3 separate regions of the Cydia pomonella genome follow, and all the other regions are linked to region 3. Evidence: chromatin contacts called from public Hi-C data. All regions are on one chromosome and are shown on one strand. Each heading gives the region's core, a stretch centred on a gene start, on an enhancer-like site or on the middle of the called end of the contact. The rest is flanking DNA. Distances are from core to core; before and after follow the strand shown. Region 1 holds the start of LOC133529737 (2-aminoethanethiol dioxygenase). Region 2 holds the start of LOC133529735 (phosphoacetylglucosamine mutase). Region 3 holds the start of LOC133529626.

Region 1 (3,299 bases), core at 663-3,162, 240 kb before region 3:
TTAATTTTACTAAGGTTCTGCAGTTTCGTGGTGGCATAGAGTATTAAATATAAGTAAACTATTTACGCAACTCGCAGCCTCGTCCGTTATATCAAATAATTAACAGATTGTTTACGACATTATTGGGCTCAAATATAGACGTGGCCTTCAGTATCTTCAGATTCTTCACTACATTGCTTAGTGAAGCTACATTCAGTAGGAAGTCTTTTGAGGTAGGTAGACGAAGGTGCACTACGATGTGTGTTAGGCGTTGGTATCTGGGGGCCTAGCCAACATGACGTTAGCGGTGTAGTCAACGAAACGCTTTTCTCTCTCTCTATCACACTAATTGGAGAAGTGATAGAGAGTCATTAGCGTTTCGATCGCTATGGCGCAAAAGATAGGCTAGGCCCCTAGGTCGACAAACGTCGGCAAACAATTCTTGTGTATATATAAATATATAATATATGTATATATATTTCGGTGATCTCGGAAACAGACGACGACGATAACGATTTCGATGAAATTTGCTATATTGGGGTTTTAGGGGCGAAAAATCAATCAAGCTAATATCTCTAGGAAAACGCGCATTTTTGAGTAATACTCGAAGTAATAAACTCTCGATCGGAATACAGAAACATTTTTATAGAACGATAAAAGTTTTATACAGTGTTTTACACGAGACCAATTACTAAGTAGGTACCTCTACATATCCACTAAGTTAATCCAACATTGGCATCATGTCAATAAAGGCAATCCAGTGCATTTGATTCGCAACCATTAGCAATATGTCTTGATAATGGATCTAGTTAGATTTCAGAGCCGAATTCTTAAGAGTTCGCAGTAAGCTCGGCCGAATTTCACCTTCCCATAGGTATTACCTACAAACGGACTTTCGGTCTCATTTCAAAACTACGTTATTGATTGTAATGAAGCTTTGCACATACAATTACATAAGTTATATCTATGCCTGTAATTAGTTTATATAGCTCCAATTTATAACACAAACGAAATAGAACAAAAATAAATTTTGTATGAAAAACTTAAATTCGCTCCTTTTTTTTAACTATTGTATCTGTAGCTACTATATGTATATACTAATTACAGCTGGTCGGCTTTTTATCATTTGTCACTATGTCTGTCATGTTCTAACAAGTTTATGTAATTGCAAAAGTGACGCATGACATGACAGGTGATAAAAATGCGACCACGATTCCGCTGCAGCGGCAGCAGCATGGTTCCATCTATATCACTTGTCACTATGCCCGTCACTTTCGCGCTTACATACTTGTTAGAACGTCACAGGCATGGTGACAAATGATAAAGAACCGACCATCTTAACCCTACAGGACAAGACGTACCTTATCCTGTTGTAAGTACAAAGTTCCAGAGCAATTTAGCTAATCGTTTTGAAATGACATGAAAAACCGAGCTTGGTGCAGACGCTTAAGATATGTTTGACAACTTCAGTAGAAGGTGTTCACTAACACTCACGCGGCCCTAACACAGAAATCGTTAAAAATAGACATTAAGCTACATCTACAACTAATTTAAAGGCAGGCAGCAATTGCGATTCTTGGAAGCCCACCCACGTGTACCTGCCAAACAAACGGACGAAGCGCAGTAGCCCGGCTATTCCGAGCCTCTTCGAGCTGATGGTCCTACTGGAGTTGATTTGTGGGATTGGTGTGTATCGTTTTGTGATAGCGTATTCCTGGCGGTTATGCGGTACATTTGATAGTAGGCAGATTTTGAACACTACCTACCGAGAACCGCCTACCGCGAAAACCGAAATTGGCAAATTGCGGGGATCTTTCTCTTTTACTCTCACTAAGACGTATTAATTTAATTTAATTTAATCATTTATTTCGGATAACAAGACCCATACATTATTTATTATATAATATAATAATAAAAAAACAGAAACATTTAAAAATTAATAATAAAATAAAAAAAAACATTAAGTAATACAATAAATTAAATTAACCTAAATCTAAGTCTTATAACTAAAATAGCCCAACAACACCTCTATTGTTCAATTTGTTCATGTGCATAGCGTTCCACTTTGCAACTATTGGACAATCTAAACTGTCAATAACAGTGTTCAGAAGGCTGTTGGGGCTGACTCTAACACGGCGCATCAGGGAGGCCACTCTCTTACGCATTATGGCTTGAAAGCTATCTACGTGAGCTTCCGCAAACATCCCCGACGCACTGCAAAATCGAGGCAACCCCAAGAACACCCTGAAACCGTTATTATACTGGATGCGTAAGGCATTGAGAGATTTCTGCGTACACTTGACCCACAGGCTGCACGTATAAAAAGACTGACAAAATGCGTTGTTTTGATAAAAAGAGTTGTTTTGACACTCTTCGTGCAACGTGCAAACCTGCGAGCCAACATGTTGCTTCTCACCGCCAATGCCCTACGCTCACGCTCCACGTCAAGATCGTCAGAGAGGTCCTCGGTGACCCAGTGCCCCAAATACATAAACTGAGTGACATTTTTTAACTCAGTTCCTCCCAGTTTTAGTGGTGGTATGAACTTCGGTTTTTTTGAACCCGCCTTAAACACGAGTAGCTCACTTTTCTTGGAGTTGTATTTGAGACCGTGGGTCTCCGCGTACCTCTCACAGATTCCTATCAATATCTCCAGGGCTCCGATCGATGGGCTCAGCAGAGCCATGTCATCAGCGTAGCTTATATTGTTCATTATTTTGCCACCAACTGAGCACCCAATGCCGGCTCCGGTGAGCTCCTCGGTCAGGCTATTGATATATAGATTGAAAAGCCGCGGAGACGTCAAACCTCCCTGCCTCACGCCGCATTCCAACCTGTACTCCTCTGAGTAGTAGAGTGACAGAGAAAAATGCCCGCATTTGACGAACTTTAATTTTCGCGGTTATAGCCCTCACACTGGTAAATACCTAGCCTATTTTAGTGATCCGACCAATATCGGATTTTTGGAGAAACCTTAACCGAAGGTTGGCTTTGCTTTAGTTTCGGCCGAAACATGATTATTATGTCGAACCCTATCGAAACCCAAACCGAAACTTCGGTCGGATATTACCGAAAATACAGTTTCGGCAAAGCCGAAAGGTGCGGCAGTATTTTGACCGAAACCGAACCTCGGCCGAAACATAATTTTTCCGCCGAAACCGAAACCCAAACTTCGGCCTGTGCTGTAAAAACCGCTGCAGAGTTATCTTGGTCTATTTATTTATTTATTTTATTTATTTATTACGCAACTTTTATTTGACAAGACCCTACATAAAGCTACCTTTCCACCTACCGTTTACGGTTAATGAATTTATCTACTA
Region 2 (3,515 bases), core at 934-3,433, 190 kb before region 3:
AATGAAGGTTGTCAACTTTGTACCTTAAAGGATTGTATTATGGATTAATATTGCTTAACTTAAGAATGAATACATGTTGTGAGTCATAATAGCCTTTGCTCATCTATTAAGAATTGTTGTTTAAAAAACTTGGTTCATTAACAATGTCTCATTCAATTATGCAAAAAAGTTATAAGTTAAACAATTTTTTAAGAATAGTTGGTAGCATAAGTTGCTAAGTGAGCAAGGTGTTCAAATGAACTGGACATGACAACATTATGACCATGAATATAACCATATGGCAGATAATACACACATGAAATCAGCTAACTGTATCTTCATGGCCAAATAATTATTAATTATTATGCCCATAAACACAAACCCACCTTATTCATAAAATTTTACAGGCCTGATTTAGTTAAATTATGTTTTATCCCTTTCTTACAAATACATAAGTCAAAATGACAGATAAATACAAATGTATTCTTCAGGCCAGTAACGCGTTTATGAATAATGCCATAATTATTTCTCATGCCAAATATATGTGACAGCAAGACAGGCCTTTTTTTGATATTATTTCTCAGCTTCTGCATAACTTTAACTGAGTTAAAGACATAAAAATCTACCCCTCTTTCCCCAGTTACTCTTCACTTCCCTCTTTTCATTCTACATATTATATTCAATACTCCGGCTTGTTCTATTGTAGTTGACTTCTCATAGAAAATTTGTATTTTGCGCTTTTTCCTACTGAAAAACCGGGTGTCTGATATATATAAGCATATTTGTATTTTGCATTAAAAATATATCACTCTACATTAATCATTTACAGTAAGGAATTAATTGTAACATACCAGTGTCTAATGAATTTATCAAAACAATACTTCATCAACTCACTGAGCATCAAATAGCTATCAAGGGATTCTATTGTCTATTATTACAGTTAATCTAACCATGACCGGCAATCAAAATTGATCTCAAATCACTTGACATAAGTTACAGTTTAGCTTGGTCAAACAATTGGCAAAAGCAATGCCATTTCTTTACCATGTGTTCCCTGTTCTATTTTTAAAAACAGATGTTTTATTTTTCTTCAGAGTTGATTGAACTGGCCAGTTACTTGATGATAACACTATGTTGATCAATAAAATATTGAAAGAGTGTGTATATTAAACAAATATGAAGAGTGCTTGGCTTCAAGCCAAAAATATTTAAAAATCATTAAGATGAAAGAATATTTTTTAGTTGTTTAGTTGAATAAATATGGATGTAGGTGTATATTATCATATTGACCTTTTCATGCAAATGGCAATGCCCTGGTTTGGTAACAAAGAATAACAGAAAACTTGTAAGTCTTCATAACTATTGTAGGCACTTCATGATTTTTTCCATTAGTTATTACTTTTTTTTAAACAATTTAAAATTAATTTCAGTCATTACTGATAATATACTAATATAATGTAAATAAGAAGGGTAAAATAATTATTATAATATTATTGCCCTTATAATTAACCTATATTTGTGGCCTAAACAGGTCTACACACTTTTACCAATGCTAAAGTTAATTGCAACGATATTTTAATTACGCCAAGGCCGCATTCATTTACCTATTCACCTGGACTAAATCAATGATGGTACGATTACGACACATAGTAAAAATTCGTAGACTATGAATGAATGACTAATCCACGTTTATCACCCTATCGCGGAGTCATTGACCATAATTACGCCGACTCCTTCCCGTTATAGGTACCCAAATACGATTTGAAATTATGAGTCACAGCCCAGCACGATTCTAAAAGGAAATACGCGAATCGACACAGTTGGCGACATGACATTTTACGCGTTGTCTGAGAGAAAGGCGCGCTAAATACTTCGTTTATTACAATATAATGTTGTAATAACCGCTCCTACTTATTAGAATGGAAAAACCTTGCATGAATAATGTAATAAGACTCACTTTGTGCGGAATCCGGCCGTGCCATACTCGATAAAGACATCGGTCGTTTTCGGATGCATTTCCCTGGCGAACGCGTAGACCACTCGTAAGCTACTCGGCGGCATCGTGATAGGAGATTTTTATTTATAAGGCCGCGTATCGCACACTTACAATCACTTTTAATCAACAAACGAGATTTCTTTCTACATTCCCGCTGCAAAACGTCAAGCAAAAGCAAGCAAGTAGACGTCATTGACATATCATTTTCAACGTCAAAACACTCCTTGATAATCCAATCCAATTAAATAGCCCATCAGTACTCCAATAATGGCGCTAGTGGCTTATGCTTCTTCTCATGTTGGTTTATTTTTCGATTGTACATTTTTATTTAGCAGTATTAACCCAACTGTCAAATTACAAAAATTGCTGTGGTCATCAAGCTTATTACGTAGTATCGCTACTCGTCCACAGGTGTCGCTTTGAGAAGTATTTACTCATATGTTACACAAAATACTCCATAGATGTCACTTTAATCAAATTTTTGGGACTTGAGCAAAGAATAAGAAGGCACAGATCCATCCGGCATTCAGCCACGATTGAAAATTGCCCAAAATTGTAATGAGAAGCAATTAGGAACCTAACTAAAACTATAGCATAGGACTGGTATGTAAACCAGAACCGTGTAGGTCTAGGTATGTCAAATCCGTCATGACATGATTGCACACGTCGCCGATCTGAACTAGATTGAATAACTATGCAAATGACGCAGGTGTTGATACTACAAACAAGTTAATTATACCATACTTACTATGATTACCTGCAATGACATGTATGCTATGCGTATAGGTCACAACCACGTCACAAACATATTTTTGCTTTATGTGAATACAGTATACCTAAATATCATAGAGTCAATCCAAGATAATTTGGCAGCGATTTTATATCCCAGAGGGCCTACCGCGAACCACGTTCGACGTGTTGCCTCTCTGTCGCACTTGTATATTCGTACGTAAGTGTGACAGGGAGACAACACGTCGAACGTGGTTCGCGGTAGGCCCTCAGGCGGTGCACGGGTTATTTTAAACGTCAAACTTCTTTGAAATTATGACGTTTACTTGACACTTGCACCGTCTGGGCTATTAAAATCGCTACCAACTTATCTTGTTATGACTCTAGTCATAAAGTTGGGTGCAGGCAGGTTATTATTATTTCCAAGACCAATTTCCTTTTTTATACCTACGTAAACAAGCATAAACCATCCACTACCACAACACGCAATTTCCTTTGGATACACATGTGTGGACGAAGTGTCTCTACATTTTGATGATAAATATTTCTAGGTGTTTAGTAGTCTGGGATCTTTACCAGACATTACGAACATACCAAAATCACGAAACACTTCGTCAAAAATGTGCCCAAAGAAATTAGAGGGACAAAAACACTCTGATATTGACTCACTTATGGATAATCGGTCGACGTCATACGAGGTTCCAGGTTCCATACGTTGAAACTACGTATATGCTGTGGAATGAGCTCCCTGCCCAGGTTTTAACGAGGGTTATTTTTATGGGGTTATTCAAAAAAGAAGTGTACAAAGGTT
Region 3 (3,353 bases), core at 423-2,922:
TTTTCCATGTCCACTGGAGTTTGTTTAATCTTATCTTTATCTGTTATGTTATGAATTTTCTTATGCTCTATCATATATTTGAAGTTTATATTCACATAGGCAGTACAAATCTTGCATGTGGCTACTCTGTTTTCCAGATCAATGTCAAAATAGTCTTTCTGGGTATTAATAAGTTTAATAGCCACATCCAGTTTCTTTTCCTGATAAGTTTTGGCATTGCTCTCATTATGTGCCTTTGTCTTCTCTATGTGAAGTTCATCTTTCCAGTGGTCTTTCTTTGACTGTATTTGAAATGTTGTCTTACACAGGAAGCAGTAACCATACTTGTCTTTAAACTGAAAAATGTGTAAGCATATAATCATTACTATTAAGGATTTTTTTTATTCAATTAGTCTAAGATAATCAGCATTCTCCTTATCTTTTTAATGCCCAAGAGTAGTATAGTAGTAGTAAGTAGCCGGGTCCACACAGAGCGAGCATAAGCGCGAGGCAATTTCCTCACGGACAAACAGGCCAGTGTAGACATGCCTCGGCCGTTTGTGCGTGAAGAAATTGCCTCGCGTGTACGTGCTTGCTCGCTCACTCTGTGTGGACCCAGTCAATAAATAAGAAAGGTAGCAACAACACCCCTTAATATATAAAATAAGAACTTACCTCCCTATAAAATATGCCTTCCTCATTCAGAACAATCTTACTTTGAATCATAGTTATCATATGGTCCGACCATGAAATATGTTTCATAAAATGATCCACATCAACATCACAGAATATGCATCTTGAATCTATTATTCCATACCACTCTTTATTAGGAATCTTAATCATATTATTATCCTTCCCTATAAATGTTATACCAGACTCTCTTTTACACAGTGAGGGTCGAAGTTCCATTTCGGGTTCAGCTTTACGCTTTTGGTGATATTCATCCTGTATGTGCTTGGGTATTTCCGAAATAGTGCTAAAAATCTGGTTGCAATGCTCACAGAAGTACTTGTCATCGATCTGTTGAAAAATCAGAAATTATTATTTTTTAAGTTTATATGGGTCGTCAAAGCTGAACTCATTGGAAAAATTATACCTTAAAAATGCGATCCCTCTTAAACTTCGGCATAGGGCTCAGGTCTTTGATATTTTTCCGGTGTTTCTCCCATCTTAAGTGCTTCTCCAAGTCGTCTACTGCCAGAAACGACTCCTTGCACAGCAGACAATGATGGTTCAAGTCCCCGACCAAAATAAAGTTCTTGGAATATTTGTTCATATTCATACCGATGAAAGACACTTGAAGAAAGGAGTGATAGGTTAGGTTTTCCACGTATGAATCGTATTACTCCACCAATGATGTACAATAACAATATCGTGGGTAGAAGATAGAAAACATTACAAACTTGAAGGCAGTTTTTAGTTTTCCGATTCTCACAATTCCATAGTCCGAACTTTTTGGCGGGACTTGAAGATGAAGGCAGTTAACTGAAGGTTGCCACCTGAAAATTTCCACCTTTTCCCTATAAAATATACTTTATCTTTAAAATGGAGCCCTAGTAAGACTTTTTAAGAATTGCAATCAGTGGATAGAAGAATATTTTTTGGTTTTACGTAGTAATAATGTTTTTGTCATTTGTGGCATGTATGACGACAAGCTATTTTTTTTACGTTTAGCAACCTCAAAGTAACGTTCCATTTTGATGATTTGTTACAATTGTCACATATCTGCACATATCGCTCACATAACAATATTAAAATAATTGATCTTAATAACACAATTGGAAGTGAATTACTGGAAGCTGTTATAAATCCTTGACATTTTAAATTTGCTTACAGGACCAAGAAAATGCCCGTGCTGTTTACATTAACTGACGTTAGAAATCACGACGCACATAAAGTTATGCGTGAACCGGAACAAATTTCAATGTGTTTCAATGGCCGGACGACGCTTGTTGTGAATTTTCTAAATTTACATTTTAAGACCAGAGTATTTCATGTAACTCAACGAAATACTTTCAAATAATTAATGCGTAACCTGTTATAACTTCAAACAATGTAACTTTGACAAGTCGCAGTTACTTAAGATCAGTTATCCGATTCGGTGCAGTGGATTTTGGATTAGCTTGGTATAGGTTGAAAATGAGTAAAAGACGTCGGGCTTCGTCAGGGGCGAGCCGTGGAGCTGACGGAGACGACAGTGATGATGGAGTGGAACATACTCCTGGGCCTCCGCCCTCGCGTAAAAAGAAAAAACTGGATCCGGTAAGTTAATGCTAACCAAAATACGTTTTGCCGCGCGGCACACCTCATAATATAAACCCTTGAGGGGTAATAAGAGAGAACTGCTAAAGTGTGTTTAACTATGTTAATTTAAATTGATTGAAAATTTCAGAGTGAAATGTGCCAACAACTGTATGACACGATCAGAGGTTTCAAGAAGGATGATGGGACATTACTTTGTGACTCCTTTATCCGAGCACCCAAAAGACGTCAAGAGCCGCAATACTATGAAGTAGTGTCACAGCCTATTGACTTGTTAAGGGTAAGTTTTGCCATCATCATTATTGTCGGAATTGTCAAATCTGTTCTGTCCTATTGGAGATATATTTAAGTACGGACAACACTAGATCTAGAAGACAAAGGTCTTTTTAATTATTTACCGCTCGCCGCCTTACTGACTATCAGAACGAAAGTGGTTTCATAGCATTTTTACAAGTAATCTACCTTCTGTTATATAAATAGAGCCAACTATACATATCCTAATTTTAAGGTTCTTGATTTTTCTATAAAATCTGAGGTCAATGTGGGGAAGATCAGCATATAATTTTTTTGTTTGGGAAGATAATAGGGCAAGAACTCTCATATTTGTATATGTAATCGCTCAGACACAGTAAGAAAGGAAGAGCTTCACTTTTTCTGCTCTACCAACCTGTAGTATGTTGACCTGAAGTATGTAGAGTAGAGAGTGTTAAGTTGTGGCAAAATAAAAGAGGAAAACAACAAGTAACATAACATATAAGCCAGAAAATGGTTCTGACTCAGCATGGTGCTAGCCTGGCTGGGCTAGCAGTATGTCTGAAGCAGACCTGGAGCTGGACTATTTGTACAAGTGCAAGAGTTAGAAGTAACAAAAGAGCTTCTAGACCTGATAAATGTTCTCCCCTTTGACCTTATCTTGTGTCTAGTTTACTTATTACTGTTCCAGGTACAACAGAAGCTCAAAATGGATAATTACGAAGACCTGGACGAGCTGTCGGCAGACATTGAGTTGCTTGTGAACAATGCTAAGGCGTTCTACAAGCCCGACACTGTGGAGTACAAGGATGCTATTGAGCTGTGGAAACTGTATATGCAAACCAAACATGCTTTGGAAA

What was found. Hi-C and Micro-C count contacts between places; a contact is called where the count stands out from the background.
Region 1: a Hi-C map of whole body shows a contact between it and region 3, with 4 times the contacts expected there. The contact joins the promoter of LOC133529737 here to the promoter of LOC133529626 in region 3. A contact is called at or near these places in 2 of 2 Hi-C or Micro-C datasets (both in whole body).
Region 2: a Hi-C map of whole body shows a contact between it and region 3, with 7 times the contacts expected there. The contact joins the promoter of LOC133529735 here to the promoter of LOC133529626 in region 3. A contact is called at or near these places in 2 of 2 Hi-C or Micro-C datasets (both in whole body).

Annotation. Positions count from the first base shown.
Region 1 is chr21:9,288,693-9,291,991 of ilCydPomo1, forward strand. It overlaps LOC133529737 (2-aminoethanethiol dioxygenase), which reads left to right and starts at 1,913. Exons shown (of 1, transcript XM_061867536.1): 1 at 1,913-3,299.
Region 2 is chr21:9,338,410-9,341,924 of ilCydPomo1, forward strand. It overlaps LOC133529735 (phosphoacetylglucosamine mutase), which reads right to left and starts at 2,184. Exons shown (of 13, transcript XM_061867534.1): 1 at 1,937-2,184. The coding sequence starts at 2,040.
Region 3 is chr21:9,533,273-9,536,625 of ilCydPomo1, forward strand. It overlaps LOC133529626, which reads right to left and starts at 1,673. Exons shown (of 4, transcript XM_061867381.1): 1 at 1,076-1,673; 2 at 655-999; 3 at 1-335. The coding sequence starts at 1,261. It overlaps LOC133529630 (protein polybromo-1), which reads left to right and starts at 1,947. Exons shown (of 33, transcript XM_061867384.1): 1 at 1,947-2,241; 2 at 2,372-2,521; 3 at 3,185-3,353. The coding sequence starts at 2,119.